Linked DNA regions of Mus musculus: region 1 is linked to region 2. A link is a contact called in public Micro-C data. All regions are on one chromosome and are shown on one strand. The core of a region is the stretch at or near the end of the contact, and the rest is flanking DNA. Distances in the headings are between cores, read along the strand shown.

Region 1 (6,033 bases), core at 1,615-4,114, 2.0 Mb after region 2:
AAAAACTTCTAAGTGACATTGTTAATACACTGTTTTAGGGTTGTAGTTTTTAATCACAGAGTCACAAGTGTCACTAATAGTTAAAAGCACCTATCAACTAAGCCACACCCCAGTCCAATATGATTTAATTTAAAAAGAGACAACATCAGTACAAATACGAATGTCCATAGTGAACACGCTACTAGGCACCACAGTGTACTCTCTCGTGGACAACCAACAGCTGTGAGCAGAAGTGAAAGCAGACTCAGAAGGGCAGACACACAGGGTTTCACAAACAAGTTACATTAGGATAGAAACTTAAATGGTAAGGATGAAAGAAAAAGAATTAAAGACAAAATGTGGTACAGTACTGTTGTGTATATATGCTATAGATCCATCCATAGATGATTAAAATACCAAAAAGAACTAGGCACTGAGAAGTTCTTACTTGAATCAAAGGCACTATGCCCTCCCTCCCGACTTTTTTTTTTTTTTTTTTTCAGGGCTGGTTGATTACAGAACAAATCAGCTGGTCTCTAGCTATGCTCAACTTTGAGAAAGCCCCGAACCTGATTAAGAAAAATTTTAGCTTTGGTTATCTTAACAGATAAAATCAAAGCAAGGAAGTGGAATGGGTTCACGTGAAAGCTTAGGAAACAGGGCACTGGAAAAAATGGAGCCTTGTTCCCATAAATAATTTTTTTTCTTTTTTTTTGATTTTTTAAGACAGGGTTTCTCTGTGTGGCCCTGGCTGTCCTAGAACTCACTAACTCTGTAGACCAGGCTGGCCTCGAACTCAGAAATTCACCTGCCTCTGCCTCCCAAGTTCTGGGATTAAAGACGTGCACCACCACACCAGGTCTTGTTTTGTTTCTTGAGGCAGGAGTTCACAAAGCACATGCTGGCCTTGAACTTGCTCTGCACAAGATGATGACCTTGAACTCACTTAAGCTCCCTGCCTCTAGCTCCCAGGTCCCGGGATTCCAGATCTGTATCATGCCTGGCTTCCATACACAATGAGGCTAGAATACTTACAGTTTAACCTATTTGAAGCAGGGTTTCTCTGTGAAACCCTGGCTTTCCTGGAACTCACTCTGTAGTCCAGGTTGTCCTCAAAGGCAGAGATCCTCCTGCCTTTGCCTCCCAAGCTCTAGCTTTAAAGGCGTGTGCTGCCACCACCCTGCTTAAACTCTTGATTTAATTATAGATCACGAAAATATGTATGACACATATGACTTAGTATTAATCACAATCTATTCTCAACTCTATTTAACATAAAGATGGTGGGATATAGATTGTGGAAGGAAGGACACTGCTTAGAGGAAAACTGCCACACAACAGCATGTACATCACTTGACCTAGTAAGCACCCAGTTCTGCTCTCTACAGTACAATATTTTCTGCCCTGACCCTAGCAGTGTTGGAATGTCCAATCACTAATAATTATTTGTAAACTGCTGCAATTATTTTTCTTCCAAATTAAGAGTGACATTGTAAGTTTGGAATGAATATCCAGATAAAGAAAATATAAATATGGTTTGGCAGGCACTAGACTTTCATAGGGACTCTGTGCTGGAGTCCGAATATGGGCCATGAGCTCTAGGTGGAATTACACTAAAGTCCTGATGCACAATGAGTCTCATACTTAACCCCCACAGTATGCCCAGCTCCTTTATCCCACCCCAAGTTAGGTAGCGTTACTTTTGTGTGAATCACTGGGAGTAAGTCCAGCCTGATGGTGTATGGGATGCGGCTTCAAGTCTGACAATTTTCCTCCCCTAATGATTTTAACTAGCACTCCTCCCAGTCTTTGGACATGGCCCAGGCTAGTAAAACTATTTCAGGTAAGAAAAGGACTGTTAAAGAATTCTTATAGGTTAATTCTTGTAATCATGGACATCAGCAAGGAAACTTACTCACCTCGTCACTATGAATTAATTACCCATCACCAATGGTCAAATTCAGAATCAGAAAACCACCTTATTTTTTTGTACAGGCCTCACCCTTAACTCACAACTTTCCCACGCATAAGATAATGGCATTGCCCAGCAGCTCTAGCCCATGGACAAGAACGGATGAATGAAAGCATGCCTGAGACGCTCCAGGAGTCCCGTTATCACCTCTTCTGTCTCCGGAAATAGTCTGGTCAGGAACGGATAGCTGCACCTACACAAGGCCATCCTGAGGCCGGCCGGCACACCCCACGGGATCTTTCCCAAGGCCAGCGGAAGGCCAGACCCTCTCGGTCCCCACGCAAGCCTACCTGTTGTTCCGGATGCTGAGCAGCACGCACAACACCAGCTCCAAGTAGATGCGCAGTACTTCCAGCCAGCGGGAGGAGAGCTGCAGGGCCTCCCCGTCTTCCCCTCCGGTGCCCGTGTCGGTGCCGCCGCCGCTACCGCCGTCGCCCGGGCCGCCGCCTCCGCTCAGATAATTCTCCGCGGCGAACTCAACCCGCAGCTCCCGCACGAACCAGCCGCACTTGCGCATGAGGAACTCTAGCCGCGGCTGCTCCGCGGGCGAGACGCGGAGGCAGATGCGGAGCTGGGGCCACAGCGCTGGGTAGAAGAGGCACTCCCGCCAGTGCGAGCAGGAGGCCGAGGCCCGCAGCCGGTCGGGCGCCGGCAGAAAGGAGAAGATGTGCACGATGAGCTCGCTGGGCAGCGACGCGGCGCCGGCCGCCTGCCCGCACAGAGCCATCCGGCTCGGCCGCCGGCCGCCCGTCCCCGGCCGCCTGCGCAGTCCTCGCAGCAGCCCCCGCAGCCGGCGCAGCTGCAGCAGCCGCAGCCGCTGCCGCCGCCGCCACCGCACCAACCGGGCGGCCCCGGCTCGGGTTCGCGCTCCCGGCGGTCGGGGTTGCGGCACTGACAAGAACAACAACATCAATGACAAGGAAGAAGGGGGCGGAACCGTCGTGCGCCTCGGCGGAACCAAGTGCACTCGGACCGGCTGAGAGGGGGGAAAAGCTGGCGCGGGGAGGCCTGCACGCCGCTGACTTTCCGTACCGCAAGCAAGTGCTCCCCGGCCGGCCCGGGCAACGACCTCGAAATCCTCTCTCGAACGGACCAGGGATGCGGAGGCGACCGCGCTGCTTCCGAGGAAACCGTGGTTCTCCCGGTACCCGGACGCGGAGGCTCGGTAGTGGTAGGGACTGAGAGTGACGTCACGGCGACGGGCGGAGCCTGGCGCGGCTTTGCGAGACTTCCGGAACCGGGGGAGCTCCTGGTTGCCTGGATCGCGCGGCACGTGACCGTTGACGTCAGCGACCCGGGGCGGGGCTAGAGGCGTGGGGGCGGGGCCACTCTGGGCGTCCCTCGCCGGGTAGGTCTGGCCCTTGCAGCGTGCTCGAGGCGGAACCCCGGCGTGCTGCGCTAAGTCCCGACGCTTTCTCATTCGCTGGGCTGAGGTCGCGGCGCCCGAGGGCTCGCACGCCGGCTTCTTTTTACATCTTGTTCAGAGCAGGACAAAATCGGCTTCCCAGGAAAGGCGGATCGTGGCGGCACGCGGACCTTCCTCTTCCGACGTGCGGAGGCCGCACACGCCCCATTGCTGAACCAGTGACGGCAGCGCCACCTTTCGTCTTTAGAGGGGCAGGAAAAAAATGGCTAACGATTTTCATCTTGAGGGCTGGTACCCAGACTTAAATGCTCTCTGAACCCTTGTCTGCAAAAGTTCTGTATAATTAGTATGTTTTATTAATAGCTAACGATCACTTAGTGGTAACATCAAATTAGGAAGTTAAGACAGGTTTTAATTTTCAGTTTCTTAAAGTCATTGAAGTGTTTGTGAAGAGAGCTGTGGATACCTCTTCAGTGTACCACTGTACTTCTGTAACAACACACCCCTGTATACAAAAGTAACATGGATGAAATAAAGTAGCTATTTTGATAGTCTCTGATACTCCTACAAATAAGTTGGAGAGGAGAGCTTTTCTTTAGTTTGGTGCCCCCAAAGAAAGGGATTTTAAAAACAGCCCTTCACGTTCTCAGCATGCGAAGTATCTCAGTCAAATTGTAGGAAGCAGCGATATCTAAAGGGTTAAGAGATTTTTTTTTTCTTTTCGTTTTTCGAGACAGTTTCTCTGTGTAGCCCTGGCTGTCCTGGAACTCACTTTGTAGACCAGGCTGGCCTCGAACTCAGAAATCTGCCTGCCTCTGCCTCCCGAGTGCTGGGATTAAAGGCGTGTGCCACCACGCCCGGCGTGGTTAAGAAATTTTATGTCTGCTGCTTCAAACCACACTAAGAAACTAGCTAGTCTAGATATCTTTAGCTCTGTGATGTAACAGCAGACCTTCTGTCACATTTCTTTTATACAGTTTGGTGTCACGAACCTAGTAAACTACCAATAATAGTATTTTTTTGTTTTTGTTTTTGGTTTTTGTTTTTTGTTTTTTGAGACAGGGTTTCTCTGTATAGCTCTGGCTGTCCTGGAACTCACTTTGTAGACCAGGCTGGCCTCGAACTTGGAAATCCGCCTGCGTCTGCTTCCCGAGTACTGGGATTAAAGGCATGTGCCACCACGCCCGGCTCAATAATAGTATTCTTTTACCTCTAAATTTACATCAGCTCAGTTGGTACTTTGAATAAAAAATGTATTCCAGGTAGGTCATTTCTTTGAACCCTTGTCTGTAAAATTCTATGTAATTACCGTTTTATAAGCATTCAATGAACATTAAGTGGTAACAGTAAATCAGGGAATTAAGACTTGGATTTGGACTTCAGTTTCAAAGTCATTTAAGTATTTTGAAGAGAGCCGTAGACTTCTGGAGCTCCACTTTAGTTTACACCTCTGTTATGGCTATTCTTGGATGCCAGTGTGACTATATCTGGAATGAAGTACAATCCAGAAATGGAGGGCAAACTTGTGAAAGATATTCTGCTTGGTTTGAAGTGGGTAGATTTACTTCTAGTTGGGACCTTTGAGGTGAAAGACAAGCCTGATTTGGATCTTGAGACAGGAAGACACACCTTTAACCTGGGCCACATCTTCTGTTGGAAGTCTACATGTGGGGCTGGAGAGATGGTTAAGAGCACTGCCTGCTCTTCCAGACGACCTGAGTTCAATTCCCAGCAACCACATGGTAGTTCCCAACCATCTGTAATGGGATCCGATGCCCTTTTCTGGTGTGTGTGAAGATAGCTGCAGTGTACTTACATACATGAGGTAAATAAATAACTCAATCTTTAGCCAGGCAGTGGTGGCACACACCTTTAATCCTAGCACTTGGAAGGCTAGGTAGCACTTGGTAGGTGGATTTCTGAGTTCAAGGCCAGCCTGGTCTACAGAGTGAGTTCCAGGACAGCCAGGGCTACACAGAGAAACCCTGTCTCGAAAAACCAAACTAAAAAAAAAAAAAAAAAAAGAAAGAAAGTCTATATAACTTGGAAGATTGGAAGAAGAAAGGTTCTGCTCTTTGCCTGAGTGCTTTCTCTTGTAGCGCATTCATTTTTTCCCTGGCTTTGGAGCCTACTTTGGAATTCCAGAATATACAGACACCCAGTTGAGACACTTCCAGCCTTGTGGGACTGAACAGCTACTAAATTCTTGGACTTCCCATTCACAGCTAGCCATTGTTGGATTAGCTACACTGTAGTCTGTAAGTCTTCCCAATAAATTCCATATATATGGAATATATATAAGGTCTGTGACTCTAGAGAACTCTGACTAATACAACCTCTATAAAAACAAATTACATCACAGGTGGCAAAAATATTTGAATATTTACTAACATTCCATATTTAAATTAAATTATTTCCCAAAATAGGTTTTATAGATGCTTTGTACAAACCAGGATCCAATTAAGGGCCACACTTGCATTTCTTTATGTAATTTAAAAGTTTATTTTCCTCCATTAAATAATCTGGGAAGTATTTTTGCTTTTTTCCTTAAATGTCCTCCTCTTCCTCTAGCCATACACTTAGTAGGTCTGACAACAATTCATGATTCTTGCCTAAATCAGTGTTCAAATGGTAGTAACTTTCTTTTCCATCATTGCATCTACAGTTATTAGTTTGCATTATTCTGTTGAAGAATAGAAAATTACTGGCCTCTTGT
Region 2 (5,722 bases), core at 100-2,599:
TTTAGTCAACTTTAATACTATTTCATTGTTATAATAATTTATTAAAATAACAAAACTTATGAACTGTTACAGCCTAATATTAAAAATATTAAAAATTAGGCATACGCATAATTTAATGGCGAGCAACTTCTTCCAAGTTGCACAGTAATTATTACCAAGCTGGCTTTAACAGATCTTTTTGTAAAGTCTCTCCCACATCATAGCTCTCCACAGATTAATGTGAGTCCATTACATCAAAGGTGTTTACATTTGTTAGCACGAGCGTTTAATTTTAATATATTTATGGCGTGCATAGATCCCCAAGAAGCGCAGTAAAAAGAATCCCTGCGAAGAGAGCTATGCTAAGATCCTCTTTAGCTTGGGCCTTGGAAGAAACTTGCTAAGAAACTTAAGTAAGACCGAACTGGAACTGAATCCTTTTTTGTGTAAAATAGCTGTCAAAGCGAAGAAAAGGACGGGAGGGGGAAGCTTTCTCAAAGTCACAGTAAGTTTCAGGGACTGGCGAATCCTTTCATGCTCCATTCTAGGAACAGAGAACCCCCGGGGACCCTAGAGCAGAGCAGCTAGTGGGGACTGCACCCAAAAGAGCCGCCGCCGGCTGCTCGGCTCTTCGCAGAGGAGTCAGAGTAGAAGATTTAGGAGGACGCACTCGCACACAAAACTTCGGTTGGAAGGCGAGCCTGGGGGACAGTTGTCGGGTGGTGCGGCGGAGGAGCGGCGGGCGCGCGGGGAGCGAGCGGACAGCCTTACCTGCAGACCCTCCGGCCGCGACCTGCCTGGAGGTCTCGTGCAGTAAGCTGACGTTGGAGGCCGACATCTTCGCGACCAGGGGACCGGGTGACCAAGTTGCCCGAGCGAGCTCCTCTGAAGGCCGCCGCCGATGGAGACCGGGCCCCGTCGGTCCTGGGGCTGAACTCTTCCCGGTGTGGCTGCGATCCAGCTAAAGGCGGCGGTTCGGGCACCGAGTCGCCGCGAGGTTGGCGGAGGGGGTCCGAACTTGCCCAGCGCTGCCTAAGGCTGCCCTTTCCACCGGGGCACCGGAGGGGGAACACTGACAACTGGGGGCTGGGTAGACTTGACCTAGCTCGGTGGGTCAGGCTCGAGCTTCAAGATAGGGGCTTATGAATTTGCCTATCGAGACCTACTGCGGAGTTTGTTTAGCTGGCTGCTTATCTAAGGGCTGCCTTAGCTAGCTGCGACTGTGATGTAGCCGCGGGTGACCCTTGCCCTCCAGGCAGGCTAAAATACGGTACTATTCAAAAGAAGGGATAGTGAGGAAATTCCTCCAAGTTAGTCAACCAGAAATTGAAGGCCACAGCAACTAGATCAGAGCAGATCTGACTTACAAAGTGCAGTAACTGTGCGGGGGAAGTGGTTTTGGACTTTTATTTCATGCATAATAAACTGAGTTTTACTTACTGAAAACCATAAAGGACTTGTTATTCAAGTGTCCTGTGCCCAGTTCACAGGGTCACCACGCTGCGCACAATATGACAGACTTGTCAGAAAGCCGAGTTCTTTGGGCTTAGGGCCTAGAAACCTGTTTTAAGCAGTTCTCTGTTAGGAACAGTAGGTAGACATGAAAGAGGAGCACCAATAACCTGCTTATTTCTTTCTACAAAATGTGGAATTAACTCACACTAGCTCTTTAGAATCACTGACAAAACAAAAGTACCAGTTAGTGCCTGTTAGTGAACCACAAGGTGCAAACTGCAGTATAAGAGAAACACAGGAGTCAGATATTTAGAACGCTCACCACACCCCTGACAGGCCGGAGATGATAAGAGAAAGTACTGTGGAAACCCCGCTGCTGTTATTTCTAAAACGTAGTGTTTAATGCATATATTCTGGGCCATATAAACTGCCGTTGTTCTCTGTCAAAAACATGGGTATGTGCAATTTAAAATAATACAATGTCAAATCAAATATACGAAATGAATACTTATATCTTATTTTCATTCTTTGAGCTATTAAATGTCGGTGGTAGTGAGCTGGGGAGATGGCTCAGTCAGTAAAGTGCTTGCCATGCAAGCCTAAGGACCAAAATCCAGTTTCCCTGCACATGTAAGACAGTATTAGTCTGGGTCTGTAATCCTAGCGCTGAGAATGCAAAGATAGGCACATCCCTGGAGCTGTCTGGTTGGTGAGGTCTAGCCAAACAGTTCAGTTCAGTTATAGGTCTTGTCTCCAAAGGTAAAATGGAGAACAACTGAAGATCCCCAACAGTAACCTCTAGCTACCAAACACTCCTGTTGCATGTATCTGCTGACATACATACACACACACACACACATACCACCACATGTATACACACATGCACACACACACACCACATATACACATGCATACATACCACATGTACAGACACACACCCCACATGGACACACACATGAACACACACACATCTCCCACATGGACACACACACCCCACATAGACACACACATACACACACCACATGTATGCATATACCACATGGATACACACTCCACATGTAGACACACACACACATACCATATGTACAGACACACACACCACATGTACACACAGTTATGTGCCTGTACCACCTGACTAGGAAAGTTACATACCATGAGGAATTGGGTAAATGTGTTGCTTATGTGATCAGATACACAAAAATGGTTTGTTTTTTTAAATTTTCCACTGGGCATGGTGACACACGCCTTTAATCCCAGCACTTGGGAAGCAGAGGCAGGCGGATTTCTGAGTTCGAGGCCAGCCTGGTCTACAGAGTGAGTTCCAGGACAGCCAGGGCTACACAGAGAATCCCTGTCTTGAAAAAAACAAAAAAATAAAATAAAATTTTCCAGATTGAAAATATTCATCAATACCAAATGGACAGGCTTGAAAACATACATACAAGTCATATTATACATACTGAGCAGGTTATATTTAGAAATGTATATTATGTACATAAACATATGCATGGGGCAGCAATTAATGAAAAAATATGGATTTAAAGACAGCAAGAAAGAGTCCAAGCGAGAATGTGGAGGGAGTGAAAGGGAAACGTGTACTCATATTAAAATCTCAAAATCAAATCATTAAAAATAAAAATAAAACTAATGGCAAAAATGAAGTTGGTTACAAAAAAACAAAAAAGCCCTCTCTCCTGCTCCTCTATCACTAAGCAAATAAAAGGTTTTGAGAACTATATTTTACTAATTAAATATAGGATCTTTTTTAAAGATTTATTTATTTTATGTATATGAGTACATTATAACTGTACAGATGGTTGTGAGCCTTCATGTGGTTTTAGGGAATTGATTAGTACCTCTGCTTCTATCTGGTCAGCCCTGCTCAGGCCCAAAGATTTATTTATTATTATAAATAAATTATTATAAATAAAATAAAATATTATAAATAAGTACCAGAAGAGGGCATCAGATCTCATTATGGGTGGTTGTGAGCCACCACCTTGTTGCTGGGATTTGAACTCAGGACCTTCGGAAGAACAGTCAGTGCTCTTACCCCCTGAGCCATCTCGCCAGCCCAAAATATAGGATCTTAAATACAATATAAACCATTTCTTCAACAATTGAGGATCTCTCACATTTTAGACATAGTCCCAAAATTTTAGAGCTTACAAAAGCATTTCATTGTGAAAAGCAGGAATTAAGTTTTTCAAGATGATAAAAGGAGCAATCATTTATGGGAGTTTTTCATTTTGAGAACAGTGGGACTGCAGATTCAAATGGTAAACCCAGGCCAAGTGCATTCTGTCATACAGAAAACTAAAGTAATGACCTTTCCCAAATTAATTTTATTTGTATGTAAAATATAGACCTTTGTTTTCTAAAAAGAAAAAAAAAGAAAAAAGAACCACAAAATCTTTTTGTACTTATTTGTTGAGTGTACTCATGTGTGGATGCATGCAAGCCACAGCAAATGCAGGTCAGAACACAACTTGAGGAAGTGGGTTCTCTCCTCCCACTTGTTAGTCCCAGCAATCCAGTTCAGAAAATTCGGACCAGAAGGCTGCAACAGTTCCCTTTATCACTGAACCATCTCACAGGCCCCAAATACAGAATGAAAATGTTACAAGTAGGATATCCTAAGGTGCCCACTCAACCAAACCATGTATTCATCTGTAGAAACCTTACCTTTAAGCCCTTCCCTAGCATTAGCAACTTCTAACACTAAGCTTCTCTTCATCATGGACTGTCAAACCTAGTGGAAGAGATCCTACCCTTTTGTAATCAAAACTTTTATCTCTCCTGGATATTCTCAGAACATCTAATACCTTCAAGTCACTATTTAAAGGGACGCTGTATGGTCATGATCTCTTTTTACTCCTCAATATCCTATCCTCAGAAGATGAACATGGATTTGTGGTCTCATTGAACGTCCCTCAACACACAATAAACACACACACATACCTCCTCTTTTTTTTTTCTTTTTAAGATTTATCTATTTATTATATGTGAGTACACTGTAGCTGTCTTCAGACACACCAGAAGAGGGCGTCAGATCTCAATAAGGATGGTTGTGAGCCACCATGTGGTTGCTGGGATTTGAACTCAGGACCTTTGGAAGAGCAGTCAGTGCTCTTAACTGCTGAGCCATCTCTCCAGCCCCCCCCCCTTTTTAAGAGTTATTTATTATTGTATTTAAGTACACTGTAGCTGACTTCAAACGCACCAGAAGAGGGTATCAGATCTCATTAGGGGTGGTTGTGAGCCGTCGGGTGGTTGCTAAGATTTGAACTCAGAACCTTTAGAAGAGCAGTTGGTGGCTCTTACCCACTGAGCCATCTGGCCAGCCCAGGCCTCCTCTTTTTAAAACCCTTTGGACAAGGACAGAATTCTCTGAGTAAACTTATGCAAGGTTTAATGGCCCATATAGTCCAGTCTTACAATTCTACAGCAACTGAAATAGGTCCCATATGTAACAGCATGTTGGAGCCTGGAACTCAGTAAAGGTCAGAGTCAGCAAGAACCACAGAGCTAAGATTGCTGATGAGGAGTTTTTTGTTTGTTTGTTTTGGGGGGTTTTGTTTGTTTGTTTGTTTGTTTTGTTTTTTGAGACAGGGTTTCTCTGTATAGCCCTGGCTGTCCTGGAACTCACTTTGTAGACCAGGCTGGCCTCAAACTCAGAAATCTGCCTGCCTCTGCCTTCCGAGTGCTGGGATCAAAGGCATACGCCACCATGCATGCCTGGCCCCTTGATGAGGAGTTTTTATCTGCAGTTAAATGTGCCCAGGATTACACTGGAGCTACTACAAGGTCTAGAGTAACAAATCTAGTAATGATTGTTTGACCTACTGTTTGAGATTTCTTCAACAATTCATCACATTTCTACCATTGTCCTCCGAGAGGCTCTTGCCAGCAGCTGACTGAGACAGATGCAGATATTCATAGCCAACCATTGGATTGAGGTCAGGGACCCCTCTGGAAGAGTTAAGGGATGTAAGTACTAAAAGAGCTGAAGAGGATGGCAACCCCATGGGAAGAACAGCAGAATCAACTATTCCAGATCCCTCAGACCGCCCAAAGACTAAGTCATCAAACTAAGAGCATACATGGGCTGGTCCATGGCCTCCAGCATATATGAATCAGAGGACTGCCTTGTCTGGCCTCAGTGGAAGAGGATGTGACTAATCCTATAGAGACTTGATCCCTAAGGGAAGAGAGATGGGGAGGAGGCTTGTGAGGTGGGGGTGTGTCTGGGTGAGTGGAGTAGGTGAGGGAGCACCTCCTCAGAGGC

The links. Hi-C and Micro-C count contacts between places; a contact is called where the count stands out from the background.
Region 1: a contact with region 2 is called in a Micro-C map of the G1E-ER4 cell line, with 16 times the contacts expected there. The contact joins the promoter of Fbxo33 here to the promoter of Slc25a21 in region 2. A contact is called at or near these places in 4 of 39 promoter capture datasets (cranial neural crest, liver and pre-B cells), 2 of 484 Hi-C or Micro-C datasets (the G1E-ER4 cell line and natural killer cells) and 1 of 115 datasets of contacts at active chromatin or transcription factors (embryonic forebrain).

The regions. Positions count from the first base shown.
Region 1 is chr12:59,216,619-59,222,651 of GRCm38.p6, forward strand. It overlaps Fbxo33 (F-box protein 33), which reads right to left and starts at 2,865. Exons shown (of 4, transcript NM_001033156.4): 1 at 2,242-2,865. The coding sequence starts at 2,861.
Region 2 is chr12:57,196,123-57,201,844 of GRCm38.p6, forward strand. It overlaps Slc25a21 (solute carrier family 25 (mitochondrial oxodicarboxylate carrier), member 21), which reads right to left and starts at 1,350. Exons shown (of 10, transcript NM_172577.3): 1 at 751-1,350. The coding sequence starts at 817.